Linked DNA regions of Mus musculus: region 2 is linked to region 1. Evidence: chromatin contacts called from public HiChIP or PLAC-seq data. All regions are on one chromosome and are shown on one strand. The core of a region is the stretch at or near the end of the contact, and the rest is flanking DNA. Distances in the headings are between cores, read along the strand shown.

The links. HiChIP or PLAC-seq counts read pairs in DNA pulled down with a chosen protein or histone mark.
Region 2: a contact with region 1 is called in an H3K4me3 HiChIP or PLAC-seq map of the SCID.adh cell line, with 16 read pairs. The contact joins two enhancer-like sites. A contact is called at or near these places in 1 of 15 datasets of contacts at CTCF or cohesin (stem cell-derived epiblast-like cells), 10 of 484 Hi-C or Micro-C datasets (bone marrow-derived macrophages, cerebellar granule neurons, cerebellum and 6 more), 15 of 115 datasets of contacts at active chromatin or transcription factors (PVALB interneurons, the SCID.adh cell line, Th17 cells and 12 more) and 4 of 9 other capture datasets (adipose tissue, liver, macrophages and 1 more).

The regions. Positions count from the first base shown.
Region 1 is chr10:24,974,696-24,978,742 of GRCm38.p6, forward strand. No RefSeq gene overlaps it. Among named protein-coding and RNA genes, the nearest start is that of Gm36228, 17 kb to the left of the region's middle. Within about 2 kb of position 1,921, at least 1 of the 459 cell types and tissues checked has an H3K27ac peak or open chromatin away from gene starts, as enhancers often do. A contact at or near this core is called in the SCID.adh cell line, where this site is marked.
Region 2 is chr10:25,194,450-25,198,496 of GRCm38.p6, forward strand. All of the region lies in intron 7 of Akap7 (A kinase (PRKA) anchor protein 7), which reads right to left. Among named protein-coding and RNA genes, the nearest start is that of Gm36313, 42 kb to the left of the region's middle. Within about 2 kb of position 2,147, at least 3 of the 459 cell types and tissues checked have an H3K27ac peak or open chromatin away from gene starts, as enhancers often do. A contact at or near this core is called in the SCID.adh cell line, where this site is marked.

The sequences.
Region 1 (4,047 bases), core at 671-3,170:
GAGTGTTAAATACAGTGGTGTTCTGTGATATGCTAGCTCCCTCCCAGATCAACAGAGATGACTAGCAGAGATGACTGTAAATGTAACCTTTATCCACCAGATATAATTGTCATCTCAGAGGCTTACTGCTGAATAAACTCACCCTTTCTAGAACTTTCTGAACTCTGCCTGGCTGGTTCAACTCAGCTCTTATAGCTCAAAACTCTTCTCTAAGTTGACTGATTCAGTCTGGCTTCTCTCAGCTTCTGACTGAATTGCTCTGCTTGGTCTCATAATAACTTTGACAATATATTCTAATTTTTGGCTCCTTATTCTCTGGCTCATTCTATTTTCACCTGTGTCTAGCTTGTTTTGTCTATAACATGTATCTGTAAAAGTTGCCTCCTCTGTCTCTGTCTCTCTTTGTCCCTTGATTGTGTTCCTTCTGCTCTGCTCTTAAGTAGCTTCTCTTTTTTGACTGTTCTCATGAGTTGTCTCATATACTATCTTTAACTCTGTCCATCATATCTTTCCTTGATTTGTCACTTTGTCTGCCCATTTATTAAACATCACTTTCAAGCATGGCTGCTTTCTTCTACAAATTAACCTTACTTTCACTGTTAGGGATTAAAGGAGTGTACTATGGGCATGCTGTATTCCTGCTGTATTCCAGGCAGAGGGATTAAATGTGTGTGGTGTGTCTACATTCCGACTGGATCATGTAGACCTAGGTCTTTGGATGTGATCCCTTGCCAGAGCAGTCATGTTATTGGATTAAAATTCCTTTACAATATATAATGTGCTATCCAGAGAGCTGGTTGTTTGCAACAAAACACTGCTCACTTGAGTTCATTTACAATTTTCACTCTGTGGACAATTCTGTCTCTGGGTCAGCATGGCCCAGTGGTCAAGTCACTGACTGCTCCATGGTCTGGTACAACCTACTCTTTGTGACAATTTTCACAAAATGAGATTTATGTAAGAATAAATGAAACTGATCAAAATTGCTTCAAATATGAAAAGGGAAGATTTTAAATTTTTTGTTGAAAAATTACCCAAGACTAAAAAGTGCCTATAGATTGATCAAGTGGTAGACAGGCAGATTGACAGACATACCACACATGTACATGTACATGCACGTGTACACACACACACACACACACACACACACACACACATCATGTTATACTTGTTATGCTTACAACGTACAAAACAGGCTGTGAAGCCCACTTATCAGGTGACAAACAGTGTCATTATACATGGTTTTTGTTATTGTTCTGAGACAGGTCTAATTTTGCCCAAAATGGCTATGAACTCTCTATGCTTCCAACAATAACATGAAATCCCTGATCTTCCTTCCTCCCACTAAGTGCTGGGGTTACAGGTGTGCCCCACCAGGCCCAGGCAAGATTAGCTCTTAGAACTCTGTCATGTCCCTATTTTAAGATGGAATGTGTTTCCTCTTCACTTAATTCTGGCTGGACTCTGTGACCTATTTCTTTTTAATGTTTTGGTCTATGATAAGTTTAAACTATGGAGGAGTTGGAAATACGATGCGGCGTGTGCTTTTCACTCTGCTTCCCAGAATGTCAACAAGATGCCCAAACCAGAGTGACTTGGGACACTAGAATTCTGCAGGAGGGAAGTTCTAGGACTAAACTGTAATGCTCCTACTTGAAGCCCAGCTCCCACACAGGAAGGAAACCCAGAGAGCTGTGGAGAAGTCCACTGGCAAGAAAAACAAGGTCACCAGTGAGCAACCCCAGCTAAGCTCCCAACAGCCAGCCATCATCAGTAGCTATCAGTGGGAAGAAGGTGGTTTGAGACCTTCCAGACGTCCCAGCAACCTACCTTTTAATGCAGGAACACAACCTGGGCAACCAAAGAGACAAATTGTTACTCACTGAAGCAATGCATAGATGAACATGCCAGCTATACCTATGTAGAGATTTGTCCCGTGTGCTAAAACAGACCCACATAAATAGGTTTGCCAGACAAACAAAGGATACAAAGACAGTTTAAGCATGTGGCTTTCTAGCCTTCTAACTCAAGAGTGTATCTCTTTTACTAACTAAACAAGCAGTACTTGTGACTTTTTTTTCTTAAGTGATAAACCATCACCTCTAACCACAAATCTATCTAGGATAGGTTTGAGAAGTAGAGAATGGCTGACTTGAGTTAAATAATGGACATTTTATCGTATTCAAGAATTATACTCAAAAAGTCGCCTGTAGGCACCCAATCTGGCTAGTCACACATTTTCTGCTTCAAGGCAGGAAAATGGAGAGAAGTAGAGGTCATTTCATTAAGACAGATGAACTGGTCTCAGAAAGAAAGCAATCACATTCTCTCATATGTGTGTATGCAGAGAGTCAGAGAGGGTAAGGGGGACGTAAGATTAAAGTTCTTTGTACACATGTAAGAAAATGTCACAGTGAAAACCTTTTACATATATACATTACTAAACACATTTTAATAAATACTAGTAAAAACAAAGCAGCAATTTATGAAAAATAAACTTAAAAAACATCTTTGAATATAAGTTAAAATGCATCATTTAAAATTATGAGATGCAGCTAGAGTAAGATTTTAAAGGAAGTTTGTAATTATAGCTGTATGTACTGGAAAACAAAGAATTGTTTATCCAAATGATAATATTCAGAATCTAGAAATAGACAGACCCAAAGAAGTTAGAAGAAAAATAAATAATAAAGAAAAATAAAATTAAGACAGGAAAGCTGCAAAACTCAAGAGCACTAGAGAGATTCAGTGAGAGCTTCGGCATCTTGAAAAGTTTGATCAGGAAATAATGAGCAAAGCCATAAATAACCTCCGTGAGACTGCCAACTGTGAACGCTAGGTCATGGTGCATAGATGTTAAGATGATGTATAATGTTTTGCACATAAGCCTTTGCCAATATTGCTGAAAATTTAGATAAAAGGAAGATATTCTTGGAAGAAGCAGCTCTCCAAAACTGAAATGAATAAATAAGACAAAACTAAGGAGTTGCATGTTCCTTAGAGAAAGTGAGGGTTCAGCTGCTGATCCTTCCATAATAAAAAAATCCAAGCTGAGCCAGTCTCCTGGAGAAGTCGGCAACATTTAAGGAAGAAAGAGCTTTGATTCCATACAAACGCATACAGAGACTAAAGAAAAGGAGAACACGTCATGAAGCGTTTGAGTTACAAGGTCAGCACATACCTTCCCTCAAACCCGGGGAAGATATTATTGAGAGAGAAGATTAGGCTCTTATCTCTCATAAACATATTTTTAGAATGCAATGATTCGTAAAAGAAATATTCTACTGTAACCTAATGGCATTTGCCCCCAGAAAATCAAAATTGGCTTAACCTTAGAAAATTGATCAATTTGGTGACCTCTCTGTAATAAAGGGGAGACAAGGCTACTCATCATAATAGGAGTAAAAATAACTTAACACTTCAGCAATGAAGACAAAACCCTTAACAGATTAGGCCAAGCATAAAGCTTCCTCGAGCTGGTGGAACACATCTGCCAAGCATATCTGTAACTAATATGCTGTAAAATAATATCAAGAGAGGACAAGGATGTCCACTCACAACTCACAGAAAATAGAATATAACCAGGTGCATTACAAATACTGGAAAAATACAAACATGATACAAACAGTTATCTGTGGATCATCTGATTGCATGCAGAAGACATCCAAATTAATCTACACACTTCTACTGCTAGTAAATGAATTTAGCAAAATCACCAAATATAAATCAACATAAAATGTAAATGTTCTCCATATATAAAGACAAACTTAAAGTAATTTATTACCATAGCTTAAAACTGGAAAATACCTAGAAGTAATTTTAGCAAAAGGAAATAAAGTCTTCTGTATTGAAAAAGGAGGCAATTTCTGATGGGAAATTGAAGTCTTAAATAAATAGAGAGATGAATCCGTGTTCAATAAATTATTGGTTCTAATCCCAAAGTGCTGTTGTAAAGAAGCGATTGCTTCTTCTAGATATTGATAAGCTGATTTTAGCATGTGTATAGCAAAAAAAAAAAAGTCTCCAAACAACCAAGATAGCCTTAAG
Region 2 (4,047 bases), core at 897-3,396, 220 kb after region 1:
CATCAGAAAGCCAACTCTGTTTTGTCATATGCCCAGAAAAGAGGATATAGTGTGTGGTCACAGCAGCTGATGGCTGCCATAAGGACTGGATATATTCCTACAACCAAGGTACTCCCACAAAAAATTACCCAGCATTTCCCTCGATGTTCAATGTTCAGAGGTCCTAAGAACGACACTGAAAGGAAACACAATGGTCACCACAGCCTGTGAACTAACAGAGTCAGGGAGGTGAAACATGAACAGTAACCGTTAGCATTTGCTCTAATGTTTCCATTTTAGAAACAAACCTCTGGGGTGTACATCACTTAGCAGTGGGAAAATCTAATCAGTATTGACTATGGCTAAATGGTTTACATTGTATAACATGACTGAGGACACCACTACATTGCCCAAAGAGATCTTATGTCCAGTACAGTCCTGATTGCACAGTGTGCTGCTTTCTCTGCTCAGAAGGGGTAATAGAGATTGAGCAGTCTGGGACCCAGGCTTTCGGCCAGCTTCAGCCCCAGTACTCCAGAGGACAATAACTGAGATAGTCCCCACTTCTCTGGCTGTCAATAACTTTCCCTCAGAAACAGGGCAGCTAGGAGCATATATTTAATAATTGATCTTCATGAACACTTTGAACATAACCCTGGCACAGTACCTGGCAGATGGCAGGCATCCAAAAAGTTAAACCAAAGTGGAGGTAGGGATGGGAAAGAGAAGGCAGCAGAGAAGGAAGAGAAATTGTGTTTGTTTGCATTTGTTTGATTTTGTTTTTCAAGTCAGGATTTCTCTGTGTAGCCCTGGCTGTCCTGGAACTCACTCTGTAGACCAGGCTGGCCTTGAACTCAGAGATTAGCCTGTCTCTGCCTCCAAAATGCTAGGATTAAAGGTGTATGCCACCATGCCCAGCTTGGAAGAAAGATTTTTAAAAGCAATCTTCGATTGATTCTTGTAGCCCCTAGCCTTTTGGCACTAAGAGGCAAATGGGGGGAAATCATAATGCTTTTTAGAAAGATTTTTATATTTTTGTGTCTGTGTGCATGAATGCCACATGTGTTTGTGCCCATAAAGGCCATAAGAGGGCACTGGAGTCACTGAAGCTTAGGACCTAGGATTTAAACTCTGATCCTCTAAAAAAGCAAGTGCTTTTAGTTGCTATGCCATCTCTCCAGCCCCATAGGAGTTTTTGATTGGTTGGTTGGTTGGTTGGTTGGTTGGTTAAAGAAATATTATTTTATTATTTGTGTGTATTCGGAGTTTAAGGGTATTGGTCTTTATTGTTGTTATGTATAGATTTATTTTTACCTGTATGTAAGACGGCTGGGTATGTACACATGAGTTCAGTGCCTTCAGAGGCTAGAGTTATTAGAATTTCCAGGAACTAAAGTTACAGGCAGTTAGAAGCTACCCAGTGTTGAGACAGGGAACCAAACTGGGGTCTTCAGTAAGAACAGTATGTACCTATACATGATCTCACAGAGACTGCAGCACTTCTAAGCTGAGAGGAGACACGGACACATGCTCTCATACTGCCCCCGAAAGCTATCTCCAACCGATAACCACTTACAAGTTAAAAATTAGTTTTCTCCAAGAGACTCTCACTGGGAAAACAAATCACACTTAAGGGTAGGTCCCAGACACAGAGGTAGATGGCCGTCACAAAATGAACTCCATGGCATCTGCAGCCCCTTGCCTCCAGAAGGCTCCCATTTGTTTGTTTGTATCTGGGCATTCCCCTTAGCCTTACTGGTCCTCTTGTATAAATATGGCTCCCATTTTTGTCCTTTTATAGGACTGCTATGTGTGTGTGTGTGTGTGTGAATGAGTGTGTCTGTGCATCTGTCTGTGTTCCTTATGCCTTTTCTTCTGTTTGCTTTGTCCTATTCCAAGATGTTTGTTTTTGTTTTGTTTTATTTTGTTATTATTCCTTAGATGCGGTTTGTTTTTGAATGAGAGACAGGAAGGGTATGGATCCAGATGGGAGGGAAAGTGAAGAGGAAGCGAAAGGAGCTGGGGGAGGGGAAACATAGGGTATGAAAAAAGATCTATTTTCAATAAAAACAAAGAACAGCATGTGCTCTTAAACATTAAGCCACACCCCTATCCACAGTAGTTCTTAACCTTAGTCATAGCAAATGCTGCCATGTGCATAGCCTAACAGGAAATCAGTAGCCTCCTCTTCACTGACAAGAACTCACAACATGTCTACAGTCAGGGGACACCATGTGCAGGGCCTGCTGCAATTACAGGGATACACAACATGTTCTTAACTTTAGGTACTGGACAGCCATGTGAAGAGACAGAGCACACACACGAAATACAACCACGAAGCCCGCATGTGTAGAGAACTGACGAGCAGCATCATAGAATGCTAATAGCTGAACTGTCAACACATGGCTTTGATGCCCAGTGCCCCTGTAACGTCCCTAACAAGGCTGCCATCCTATGCATGCACACTTGCGGTGAAAGGGGACCTGCCTCAGGAGGCAGCTCATACCTTCTGTGACCACTCACCTGTCCTTTTTACACAGAGTGCTTCAGAACAAGAAAGTGTTTGCTGGGAAAACAACAACAGGAATGCTGAGGGATTAGTTATAGAAGTGTCTACCTCCCAGATCTCCACTGAGGCTCTCTTAGTAACGTATTAAATGTTGCTCAGTGCACCTTTTGCCTTGATGCTTTTATTCATGGACATTCCTTCCAGAGTACTAAAAACCAGGAAATCCAAAGGGGAAAAGGTCTAGAAAGGATTCAGAAAGAGCTATATTGATGAACAGCTACAGCACTTGGTATCGCTAGGACATCTGCTATAACCTTAGTGTCAGGAATATTCTACACAGGATATAAAAATCTCATTTTCTACAGATCATCAACTAATTCTCAGTATTCTACTTACTTTAGTCCAAAATTTAAAAATATCAAACTTGGGGGAGGGGGTGTTCAAGCACTGGGATTCAAGTAAAAACAGTTTTGCTGCTTCCATTTGTTAACTGATGCCCAAGCCACAGTGAGCTCCACTACCTTCCAGGTATGCAAAGTTCATTTTCAGCATGAACTTGGGCCCTTTAGAATTGGTTGATAAGAGAATTGTTCTGTTTGCTATTAACAGATTAACATGGTAGCACTAATGAATCAATTAAATCAGAGTCCCTGCCACCCACCACCACCACCACCAAAGGGCCAAAGCAGGATAAACCAGCAGGAGCGGAGGTCCCACTTGACTCTTACCCCTTGGCCCGCTGGATCTATCCTGGCTGAGTCTCTGTAGGTCTGCAGAAGATGGATTTTCCAACTCACCTGTGTTTTGAGAATGATACCCACAAATATAACTATTCACTAACATCCCACTGGATTCTCTCTGATTTGAGCCACCCTCTGGAAGAGCAGAGGAGAGCCATGACCCTTTGTGACAGAATTAGGAGGCTGGGTCATGGACATGAGCACTCTTGTGCTCTGCCCCTGGCAGATATACAAAGAGCAGGAGACTTGAAGCAGGCTAACAAGGCTACTAAGTATCTGGGAACCCTACAAGAAACCACATCTGCATCGTTGGGTGTTACTGTATAATCCAATGACTGGAGCAAAATGATTCTGTACCTCTCACATGTCTTTTGTGGCTTTTAAAAACACATTCCCAATGCAACTTAAAGACTGGATATGTCCGGTCAGTGCTGACTTATGCTCTTCTTGAGACATACCAGGTAATGAAATCTCCGCCCCCTTTTTGACACCCACCCCTAACTGGATAAGTTTTATTAGGCAAGCACTATCAGCAGCTTGGACTTCGACAGGAATGTATGTGTGCATGGGGTACGTAAATGGGGGCGGGGATGAAGTCATAACAAAACCAGAGGTAGGAGAAAGAATGGCGTGGAAGGAATGTGTAAGCCAGGGGCCGGCTGGAGTTCGTGTGGAGAGGGAGCAGGGTGTGAATGCATGGGCGCTGTATTCCTGGATTGGGTGATTCCTTCAGACACACCATGCCATTCTCCTTTACCTTTGGGAAAGTTCAATTTTCAGAAAGAGAGAACCCAAAGAGCATTACAGAGAACTCCCCAT